Regions from separate parts of the Anser cygnoides genome. Here region 2 is linked to region 1. The links are chromatin contacts, called in public Hi-C maps. All regions are on one chromosome and are shown on one strand. Each heading gives the region's core, a stretch centred on a gene start, on an enhancer-like site or on the middle of the called end of the contact. The rest is flanking DNA. Distances are from core to core; before and after follow the strand shown.

Region 1 (5,662 bases), core at 1,601-4,100:
CTAAGTGTGTTTTCTTCTTGCTCTTTCAAGTCATGCACGCACAAGTTACTTTACAAAGTGGTCTCTTGTCTGAGCCTCACAAACTTGTTTTACTTATAATGAGTCTTAGATTCTAGCGAGGACTGCCAGAGGGGAAGCAGGGTTATGCTGTATTGCACCACAGAAACCACCCAACTTAAGTGGATTACTCTTTTTGCCATGGGCTGACTTGCTTATGCAGGTCTGCTTTGTTATCAAGCGTCTGTTACGACACAGGAAAAAGTACTGAAGTGAGCAAGGCCTGTTCTGTCATCTGGATTATCCACTCTGCTTCCCCGTGGGAGCTTTAAGGAAAAACTCTTCTGCATGGGCCCAGGAATCCTTGTCCTGAAAAACCTAACTATGAGAGAAGAGACCGACGGCCTCCGTCCTTACAGAGAGCTTGGTGGTGGCCTGGAGCTACTTGAACAATGCTCATAGTCCTTCGGTTGGCAATGCCCCAGATAAGATGAAGTTGGGTGCTGACCTGCAGGCTGTGAGGATCCACTGGCTCCTCTCTTGTCAGCTGAGTTAGTGACAGTATTTCTCTTCTGCTTAATTTCACTTTAGAATTCTAAATTTTAGATTAAATTTAGCGTGCCTAGATCTTTCGCAGTCAGTCTGCAAGACTCGGGCTAGGGTTAGAGGAAGCTCCTTTTAATCCTGTCTTCTGGGTGTGGGTTTTCCCCAAATCTCATTTCCTATTGTAAGTTTGAATGGGCTCTGACTCCAATTAGCCTAACACGATCGAAACAGAGGGCTGAGGTTCAGAGGATGTGTTTCAGTGGCAGAGTTATCATAGCTCAACGCTGGGCAAAGGAGCCCTATCTTTCCTGCCTCCACACCTCCCTGCCCCTCCAAGAATTGGGATTTTCATTCCTAAAACATAAGCTTTGGTTAAAAGCAGTTTCCGGGCTCTTCCCTCCTGCTCTCTGGATTTTCACATTCTCTCCACATCCATGGATAGTGGAAACCTCTTCATTAATGCCAAGATTGGTATATACATGACTCCAAGGTCTAAGATCTTAAGAAAAATGCCAAGTGTCATGAGACTCCCCATAAAATCATGACAGTTAGCTAGCTGAATATGCAAAGAGAAGTCTTGTACTCTTTCTTTAAAGTTATTTCTATTTTGGAGTAAGGAATCCTAGAAAGAAAAAAGAGCAAAGTGCCCTCAAAAGACCCTTGTGTCATGCAGCATAATAAAACTGCCAGCTTTGCTCCCCCAAAGAGAGGTAGCCTTTGAAGATGCAGTCCATCAGACAATACACCAGTCTGCAAAGGTATTGGAAACTCTTCTTGGCAAAGCCAGGAGCTGCAAGCTGAAAACTCAGTTTGTAAAATGGGAATGATCGAAATGCATCAACTTTAAAGTATGTTCTATAACACTTCAGACAAATAAAGGAACCCTTAAAAAGAAAGGGCAAAATCAAATGAGGAATCCAGGCTGTGACTGGTTGTCCTCCAGTAATGTTGAAACCTGGCTAAATTTAGAAAAAGAGGCCCTGAAACTTCTCCTGAATAGAACTGGTGTTTGTACCTTGAAATGATGCTGAGAGTTTCACTTTTCATTACAAGCAGGTTACTTAGGTTTCTCAAGGAATGTAAGCACTCTTTAAAAAAAAAATGTAATTTTGTTAGCTGTAAAATGACTGTGGTGGCAACATGTGCTAGGGAGCAGCCCTTGCTCTCCCCATGCAGGGACCTGCGACCATTCACATCCATCAGTGGAACATAGCAGGTGCCTGCATGGATGAAAAACAGGACAGGGTCCTATTTTAATTCCCAGGGCTAACCTCCTCCATTGACCAGGGATGCTCAGAGAGCTGTTAAATTGACTTTGTATTTTTTTTTTCATTGAAAATAACAATCTTCTCAACATCACAGACCTCTGTGGCCAATTTAATCCCAGTAATGCAGCTCCTCTGATTGCTGGGACCGATCCCGATGAGGTACTGTGGGGCCAGCCCTGCTTTGCAAGGTGCCTCTGCAAGGAAAAGAGCTGTTAACCTGAATTACTTGGCAGCACTCAGAAATTCTAGCAGGTAATTGTCGCAGGGCAGTCAGTCGCACTTGGCCCCCGTGGCTGCACGAGTTGCTCCAAGAAACTGCAGTAGCTCTGATCACAAATTACTGTGATTTGTCAGCTGTAATACAAGCCCAGCTATGGTTTTGATGCTTTTGCCAGCAACATGTGAAAGAAAATATTTGAGTGAAGCGGTCTAAGCCAGGTTGGGTAAAGAAAATGGGCAGTGGGGGGGGAGCCAACCTGACCTACCCAGATTTATTTCATGCAGTGGTGAAACCAGCCCACTGCCTGGATTTAAGACCAGTGGCTGTATTTAATCTGTTTGAATAACTTTGGATAGGTGTTGGGCTTCTTTCCTCTGGAAATTATAATCCAATCCTGCGTACCATGTAAATAATTTAATAACCTCCTGTAATATCTCTCCTCTTGGAGCAATTACACATAACACTGGAAACACAAGCACGTCTCTGACAACAAAAGCATCCTTTGGAGAAGAATTGCCATAGTTTGAACAGTAAGATTTTTTTTTTTTTCGCAGATGGAGACCAGAGCAATACCACTTTGGGTGGGAAGCGGGAACTCCACACTGGTTCCCTTCATAGGTTACTGCTGGAAAACTTGAACAGCATTTTTTGCTTCCAGGTTGGAGCTTTTGAGGCCCACTGAGCTCATCTGATGAAAAATGTCAGATAATTGCAAATGCAATGGTAGTCACATTCATTCTAACAGTGTGTATAACTATGACTATATATATATAATTATATAGAGTTATCTAGTTGTATATATGGTTAGGTGTAAATAGAGTTACAAATATGTTTTCAATAACCCAGTAGTTAAGTAAATTCCTGTTGAAAGTTCTAGCCTTGCAGTAAGACCTTGGAGAAGGACAACCACGTTTACCCCTGTGCCTCACAAGAGCCCATTGCAGAATTGGGTCCATTTTTCTAATGGACTTCTTTATGAACCTGTGTCCTCCAGTAAGGATCAGAAAGGACGGTACTTCGGTGTGCATTCATTTGAGCTTTTCTTCCTCCTGAATCTGCATATGCTGTGTGACAAGGAGGCCTGCTGAAGGTTAATTGTTACTCTAGGATATTATGTGCCTTCTCTCTTGTTAATTTTGGGGGCAGGGTGTGGAAAGGATATCCCTGGTACTTGAACCTTGCTGGAAATATCTGGATGGTTGCTTAAAACAAATGTTTGCCTTACAAGAAAAAAACAGTCCAAAGGTATTCCTCTTTTAAACAAAACTTGCATAAAAAGCCACAGATTTTACCTGCTGCTGTTTGTGTTCCTGTAGCCCTGAGAAGAGGTCTGAGTCAGGAACCTCTGTGACTTTTTGTTGGGTTGTTTTAGCAGAAGCCTCATTCCTTTACTCTCCACCAATGTCAGAGTCCCTCTGCAGCATAAAACCTTGGTTAAGAAGATCCAAATTACCCCCTTAACTCCAAGGACACAAGGGAAATGAGTGAATGGAAGAGGTCTTTCATTTTCCAAACTTTTTTTTTCTTTTTTTTTTTTTTGATTCTCCTGGTTAGCAGAGAATACTAGCTAGAGAATAGCCCATACTGCCTGCACACCTCTTGGGAGGGAAGGGAAGAGGAGAAGGCAGGGAGAAGTGCATCCTCCGCCAGTACCCAGGGGCCTGGCTGATGCAGGAATTTGATTTTTTATTTGAAGATCCCTGATGATATTTTCAAGCAGGGGATGGAGCAGAGGATTTACCCATCCCAGCTGAGATGGATCAGCAAGGCGAGTGCAGCCGAGCTCCTAGCCCCAGCCGAGGGCTGTGCAGTGCTGCTGGAGGAAGCAGAGCCATCAGGTTCCCCTTCACTGACTGATGAGCTGCCTGCGAGTGTCTGGCAGGTTCATTTCCAACCCCATCCTTTTAATTCTATCTCCCCTTTCTTCCAAATGAACCACCAGAGAGTAAGTACTTGAGGGTTTCTACCCAATTACACCTCCTTTTAACAGCATTAGGAAACCAGGGAGCTGCTCTATACCTAGCCGAGGTGGAGGGAATATTTAGCATCTAAGAAATGTCCATGACCTTCTGGATGTAAGGTGGCAGAGCAGCCCATGCTGTGCTACATCTAATATGCATATTCATGGCTCGTTTATTCATGAAAGAAATGACTGGATTAGCAATAGTTTGGAGGACACTGATCATGGAGCTGAAATACATACAAGTTGCTCACAACTTAGAACTCCATCATCTCTGTAATAAATTGGTAACCATTGTAAATCCTTGCATATCGGTGTTGTTATTGGAAATACTATGTTGTATCTTATTGGATTGGAAACACTTCACAGCTATCAACCTGTCAATTATTTTAGCACAACACAAGGTTTTTCATGATGATAGATGGTGATTCTAAATAATTTTTATAAAGTATTTCTACTTACCGTGGTGTCAGGAAGCCTGCCTGCCTGTGAAATATTGTGATTTTTGAAGCACTCACCTGATAACACTCCTTAATTGTGTAACATTAATCTATGTGTCAATCAAATGCTTGCAGACTAATATATGGATTTTTTTTTTCCTTAGATTTCCATAGAGGGGGAAAAATTAAGATCATAGAAAACTCTTGGCAGCATATGAAGGGAGAAGCAATGCCAGACTTGTAACCAATCATGAAAATGCATGTTGTGAAGAATAAAGAAATGATGAACCCTCTTCACTAATGAACTCTACTTTTATTCAGAATGACGATGTCTTCCAGCAACATGTTTTTTCTTTCTCTTTCTTTCTCCCCACTTCTAACATGCTGAGTGAAAAGAAAAAAGCCCAGTTCTACATGTCTTGAACAGATTCAAACATCTGTGAATAAATAAGTGCTAAACATTAGATACCTCCCATTTAAGTTTCAAAGTCTCTTTCAGAGGATAGTAAATGATATTATTTTGCCTCCCAGAAAGGAAAATTAATTCACAGAGAGACTGACTTAACCAGGATCACGCAATGAGTGGGAAGCAGAGATGGCTCTTCTATCCTACAGAGTATGCTGAGATCCCAAAATATTTGGGAGGTCAAGCAGGCCAAAAGTTATTACTTCTAACATGAAAGTGTTGAGCATTTTTACATTCAGCCAGAAAGGCTGCGAGGGAAGGGGAGCCATTGCCATGGGGGAACGGGGCCATGGAAGTGATAGGGACAGCCCCGGGCATGGGTGCAGCTCCCAGAGCGCGGGAGGAGGCACCCAGGGGAGGCTGGGGCGAGGGGCAGCTGCCTCCTCCTGCAGGGCCACCGCGTGCCCCTCACAACCTGCTGGGGCAGAGCCCTGGGGAAGGGTGCTCCAGACTTTTCTCCTCTAGGATCACAGCACGGAGCAAGCTGCTTGGTGTGGTGACACTGCTCACTAGTCCCCGGTCAGCCGGGGCCACACCAGGGAGGACTGCCTGTGGCTGTCCCCATCCCTTACTGCACCCTGATCCTTCTCACAGCCTAGGCCAGCCTGTAATCCTCCTCCAGCTGGGAATAAACCCCATCTCAAGTGCACGCCACACTACAGCTCTATCCTGCTGCTGCTGCTGCTCCGGGTTTTATTGCTAGCACGAAGTGAGCTGGGGCTGCAGTCCTGTTCACCTGCTTCCTGAGCTTGGCGTGGAATGGGA
Region 2 (5,662 bases), core at 1,286-3,785, 210 kb after region 1:
GTCTTGCTGCTGCTTTAAAGATGTACATACAGTGCGTAGCTGTGCTTATGCATGTGGGTAAAGACTTCTAAACCAACAGGAAAAAATGCTGAAACTATTTCTGCCCCAGTAAGGGAAGGAGTCTGTTACTGTGCACGCTAGTCAAATTCTGAATGGAGGAGGCTATGGAAAGCACTTCTACTCATCAAATAGTGTAGCTATGTAAGAATAAACTTTGCTAGGGACAAGAACAGGGTGATTCTTATCTTCTTTTCTTAAGAGACTACTCCTGACTTTCCTCTCTTCCGTGCTAGGAGCTTTTTAAGCTGTGTGCTGATGCTGGCAGTTCTGACTTGCTGTTTTATTTTATTCTGCTTGGTTAATGGAAGCATATTAATGGATTTCATTCTCTGACTCTTATTTATGCAATTACAGGAGAATGTGTTACGTCCTGGGAATCCCTGGAAACACATGTTTCTGTTCACATTGATTTTTTTTTTTTCATTTTTGAATGCAAATAGTGGGTTGAAACTTCATTGTTGCCTCTCAGTCGGGAGCCCTTTGGCATGTGTAAGAAGCAGCTCTTAATTTAGCCTTTCTCTACTGATCAAACATGTATTTTCATGCTTTGTAAGGCTTCCCCACTCTTGTCCTTTGTGTAGTGTGTTCTAGTGCAATTGTTCTTGCAGTGATTTTGTGTTTTTTAACTCAATGACTAAGATATGCTGCAGAATAGTTGTATGTGAACATGCCACCTTTTTCAGAAGAGGCTGTGGAGAAGGCACTGACAGTTCATTAGACTTGCTGCTGTCTGCTGTTGGGTTGCTGCAGAATACATTCAGTATAGCAATGTAAGGTCATCGTCCTTTTGTAACACAGAGCATCTCAATTATTTAAGCGTTAATTGCTGATAATCAGAGAATTTAGTATTTCCCTAGCAGGTGAAAATATTTGGTGCACAGAAACTGAGTGATTAATCCAGCTGGGGGAAAAAAAAGGGCTCAAAACAAGTGTATTGAAGAATATCTGCCCTTCCCTTTCTGAATAAGCTCTCACAGCATGTCTTGCTTATCAACCCAACTTCTGCAGGTTTGTTTAGATTGATGAAATGCCAGCAGTGACATTTGCTTCAGGTTAACTTCATTCATGTCCCTGAGGCCTCAGTCACACAATATAGGAATGATCAGTCTGTGTTTGTTTTTTTTCTGGCCTCCTTAACCTATCCATGATAAGCTTTAAAGTTTTGGAAGGATAAACGAGTGTGCAGCTCAGCTTGCAGACTTGGTGCTGTGCCACTGTGCTCTCTCCCTGTTAGCACTTCTGTCACATTGTTTACCTTTCTTCCTTAGATTGAAGTTGCCCTGGGGTTTCGGTGGAGCAGAAGGTGCGTTAATCTTGTTTTGCAAACTTTGTATTTTAAAAGCTGTGTAAGATCCTTGCTTGCATAATAAAACTTCACTGGGGAGAAAGTGGAACTTCTCAATAAGTTCACAGGAATTATTCTATTCCTATAGATAGAGGCTGGAGACATTTCTTCAGCAATTTATCTATTTATCGGATTACAAGATTAATGAAGAATGCAGCAACTAAGGGGTCTGTCTTGTTCTGAAGCCAAGTATCCCAGCAAAATCCTTTTAAGGAAAAAAACACAATATCTGTCTGCCCCTCTGGTGTATCTTGCCTCAGATAACTGAAAAAAGTGTGGAGAGGGGCTGTAAGGTCATTGGCTTTACTCTTCCCATCAAAATTAGGCAGTTTTCAAGCTTTAGGAAAGCAGAAGCGCAGGATACCAAGTGGTCGGTTCTGGCTCAGACCAGATGTTTGCTTGGTGGACTACTTTGTGAACAGGAGAGGAGGATGCAGCAGTTCTTTGTCTTGGAAGAACTACCCGGGAAAACAGGTTGACTCAAATCTACTTAGTGTTGATATATGTCTTCATTTGAACCCTTGGAAAAGGGAGAATGCACTTTGCTGGAGTCGGTTTATTATTAAGTTACTGCCTTAGGATGAACTGTTTGCTTATTCTGTTGTACTTTTCCAGACTCTGTTCTCAATGAAGCTTTCTTGTCTCTTTCCTCTATTTTTTCCCTTGTATGTTTGGAAAATAAATAATGAGTATATGAAGCTTCCAACCAAGAGCTGCTTTCCACTTGTGTTTAGTCAAAATTGATTTAGATGTTTGGCAGTAAAGCATAAAATTCGTGTCTTACTATAGTTTATGAAGGAAAACAGAGAGGTTTCTTTAAACACTGTTAAGAAAGTGTCAGCCTCCCTGGACTGGTGCACCTGATTCAGTGATACACCTGAAGCAAAGTAAGTTTGTGATAGCACAGCAACTGTACTTCATTTGAATTAGACTTCAGAAAGGGTTTTGAGTATTTAGAAATAGCTTTGATATCTATTTAGAGTCAGAATAGGCTGTCTAGTGTACAGGCACATCTGTGTAATAATAAAATGCAAAATATTATTGTGTAAATAATAAAATACATAAAAGTACACAACAGGCCAGAGAGAATCCGCAGCAGTGTTGATTGCGGAGATGCCTTTCAACACTGTAGGTAAAGGATTGCACGTGAAGTTGATTTTGAAAGGTGTACATGTTCTTTTAATTATGGCACTAAAAACGAGGAATTGGAAGCCCAGCAATCTTGTTTTGCTGTCGTAGTGGTTTACCTCCTTTCTTGGCACAAACTGAACGCCTGGTCCTGCTTCTTTCACTGAATGTCACACTTAGGAAGCATTGCTTGCCCAAACTGTATTTCAGTCAGATCAGATGATGATGTTCTGGTGAATTACTCTGATCGAGGTAATGGCTATGGGGGTCTCAAATCCTGGTCTCGGTGTTTTAGTCACTCTCATTTCAGGACTCCAAATATTTTGCAGCCAGCTATTGGAGAAATAAAACAGCACAGCAAACAGACCTGCAATACCTTTCCAGGGTAAATGTTTTATGTGTATTCTGTAGTTGCGTAAATAGGGCCATTAGGCCAGTAAGTGACTTATCCCGTTTCAGATGGGAAGTTTATTTTAGATTATGGTTTTGTGTTCCAGAGTATCATCCACAATACCGTCATCTGTCTGTAAAACACCTTCTGGGTATGTTTGGTATGGTTTTTGTTGTTTTTGAGACTTCTAGCTGCATACAGATGTTGTCCCTGATACCTGGATGCAATTCTGTTTTCTGTACAATAGTTTTTCTTCCCCTTTTTTTCAGCTACAGCAATGACAATCCACTTAAACAAAGTCCAGAAACAGTGTAATCAATTACTGGAACACCATGATCATACTGTGACTTTCTCCAACTGCAATACAAACATTGTAGAAAAATATAAAGCTCTTCCACACTGGTCTCTGGCCTTGCAGAGAGATCTTGACAAATTAAAAGAGCTGGGCAATCACTAATTGCATGAAGTTTAACAAGACCAAGTGCCACATTCAGCACCTGGGATGGGGCAACCCTGGCTGTACGTATAGATGAGGACGAGAGGCTGGAGAGCAGTCCCGCAGAAAGGGATCTGGGGTTTCTGGTCAATGCCAAGCCAAATATGAATCGGGAGCATGCCCCAGTAGCCCAAAAGTCCAACCCTGTCCTGGGGTGCCTCAGGCACGGCATGGCTAGCCTGGCGAGGGAAGGGATTCTCCTGCTCTGCTCTGCGCCAGTGCGGCCTCACCTCGAGCACTGTGTGCAGTTTTGGGTGCCACAACATAAGAAGGACTTAAAATTATTAGAGAGCCTCCGAAGGAGGGCTACAAAGATGGTGAGGGGTCTGGAAGGCAAGTTGTATGAGGAGTGGCTGAGGTCCTTGGGTTTGTTCAGCCCAGAGCAGAGCAGGCTGAGGGGAGGCCTCATGGCGGCCTGCAGCTCCCTCACGAGGGGAGCGGAGGGGCAGGCGCTGAGCTCTGCTCTCTGGGGACGGCAACAGGACCCAAGGGAACGGCACGGAGCTGGGACAGGGGAGGGTCAGGCTGAGTGTTAGGGAAAGGCTCTTCACTCGGAGGGTGATCAGGCACTGGGGCAGGCTGCCCAGGGCAGTGGTCAGCGCACCAAGTCTGCTGGAGTTCAAGAAGCGTTTGGACAACGCTCTCAGACACATGGTCTGATTTTTGGGTGGCCCTGTGAGGAGCCAGGAGCTGGACTTGATGATCCTGATGGGTCCCTTCCAACTCAGGACAGTCAGTGATTGATCAGGAGGGATTATTGTATGTGCCTCTTGAAATTGTAAATCAAAACATGTAAATTCAAGTGACTTGCCCAAAGCCATAACCTGTCTGACAGAGAGGATCCCCATCCCCTGTGCCTCAGACTGTCCAGCTTTCTGCACATGGCTGCCCTTGTGAGCCCTATGGGTTCTTCAAATGGGTTTCTGCATCTCCACACAGTAGCTCCTTTCTCAGATGGATGGTTTATAAATTGACCAGAGCCTCACAAAGCAACCTTTACACACGTGGAATTGCAGTTATTTGTTTAGGTAACCTGCCAACCACATCACTGTTCATGTTAAAGATCTTTGATATTGACTGAGCGTTACAATCTTTCTACTTCCAAGTGTAATCTATATGTTGTCAAAGTTGCTCCAACACTAAACTGTTGTGATCAGATGCCTGAGGCAAAAGTACATATTCTTTGCCAGGAATATGAAGAGTGTTTTAGACACCTTGAACTACGTTCACGTGTTTGAGCATTCATAGCCCTTCCAGGCATCATTTAACCAACTGAACCTTAATGAATCAAATGGTAGTCTTTTATACCCTGCATATGGGAAATTAGAACTCAGAAGTAATATGATTTAGTAAAATAAATGGTAACAAATGGTAAAATTTGACTTATAAAACTGGAAGGTAAGAGGCCTTTTTCTGATCATCTACACTTCAAGATGACTGCTTCTGGGAAGAGCCTGGGAGGAGGAGAAAAATCTGTGAAATTGTTTCATTGAGGTAATACGGGGTCTTTTTGCTTTGCTTACTGTTATGTCACTACAAATGAGAAGGAAATTAGGCTAAACTGTAAAAATGCTGTAGTTGTGTAGTAAATGGTCTAAGAGGTGTTTCAGCTGTAAAGAGACCACCAATTTCTCAGGTGAGGACGGCTCTTGAGAGAAGATTTCAGTTTGACCAGTTTTTGAAACTAATCCAGTGTTACTGAATTATCTCTTTCAGCTGCATAATTTAGCAGTGGAACTGAAGCATTTTTTGTTTTTGTTTTTTAAGACTTTCTTCCCTTTTCCAGAGAAGAGACTGAAAAGTTGCATACATACAATCACCCTGCTGTAACACAATACATCCTCTATTGCAATTGCGAAGGATTTCTTGCTTGTGCTTCAAGTTTGAGATGGATAAAAGTCCCAGTAATAGAAAGCACACCACACTCATATATACCAATGATTCTGAGAAAGCCTTAAAAGCTCGTATGTTTCTCTTGTAACCTGTAACTAGTATCAAGGCACTGGACCTGGGGCAGAAATTTCAGCCCATTTGCTCAAGCAGAAGTGTCATGGAAGTAACAAGTAGTTAAAATGTTTTTTTGACATGGTAGTGTGACTTCCCCCCCCCCCCTTTCTTCATACTACATCTTCGGATTTGGAGACAGATTTCAGTCCCAAGAATCAAGTAAGCTTAAATTGCCATTCTGGACATCAGTGTAGATGGTGTTTTGAACAGACAAAATATCAGCATACTTACTAAT

The links. A called contact is a pair of places that touch in the nucleus more often than the background predicts.
Region 2: a contact with region 1 is called in a Hi-C map of liver, with 1.8 times the contacts expected there. The contact joins two enhancer-like sites. A contact is called at or near these places in 2 of 7 Hi-C or Micro-C datasets (both in liver).

Annotation. Positions count from the first base shown.
Region 1 is chr16:14,022,356-14,028,017 of Taihu_goose_T2T_genome, forward strand. No RefSeq gene overlaps it. Among named protein-coding and RNA genes, the nearest start is that of MAFB, 19 kb to the right of the region's middle. Within about 2 kb of position 2,851, at least 2 of the 3 cell types and tissues checked have open chromatin away from gene starts, as enhancers often do. A contact at or near this core is called in liver, where this site is marked.
Region 2 is chr16:14,237,551-14,243,212 of Taihu_goose_T2T_genome, forward strand. The region is part of intron 2 of TOP1 (DNA topoisomerase I); the gene reads left to right. Among named protein-coding and RNA genes, the nearest start is that of TOP1, 23 kb to the left of the region's middle. Within about 2 kb of position 2,536, at least 1 of the 3 cell types and tissues checked has open chromatin away from gene starts, as enhancers often do. A contact at or near this core is called in liver, where this site is marked.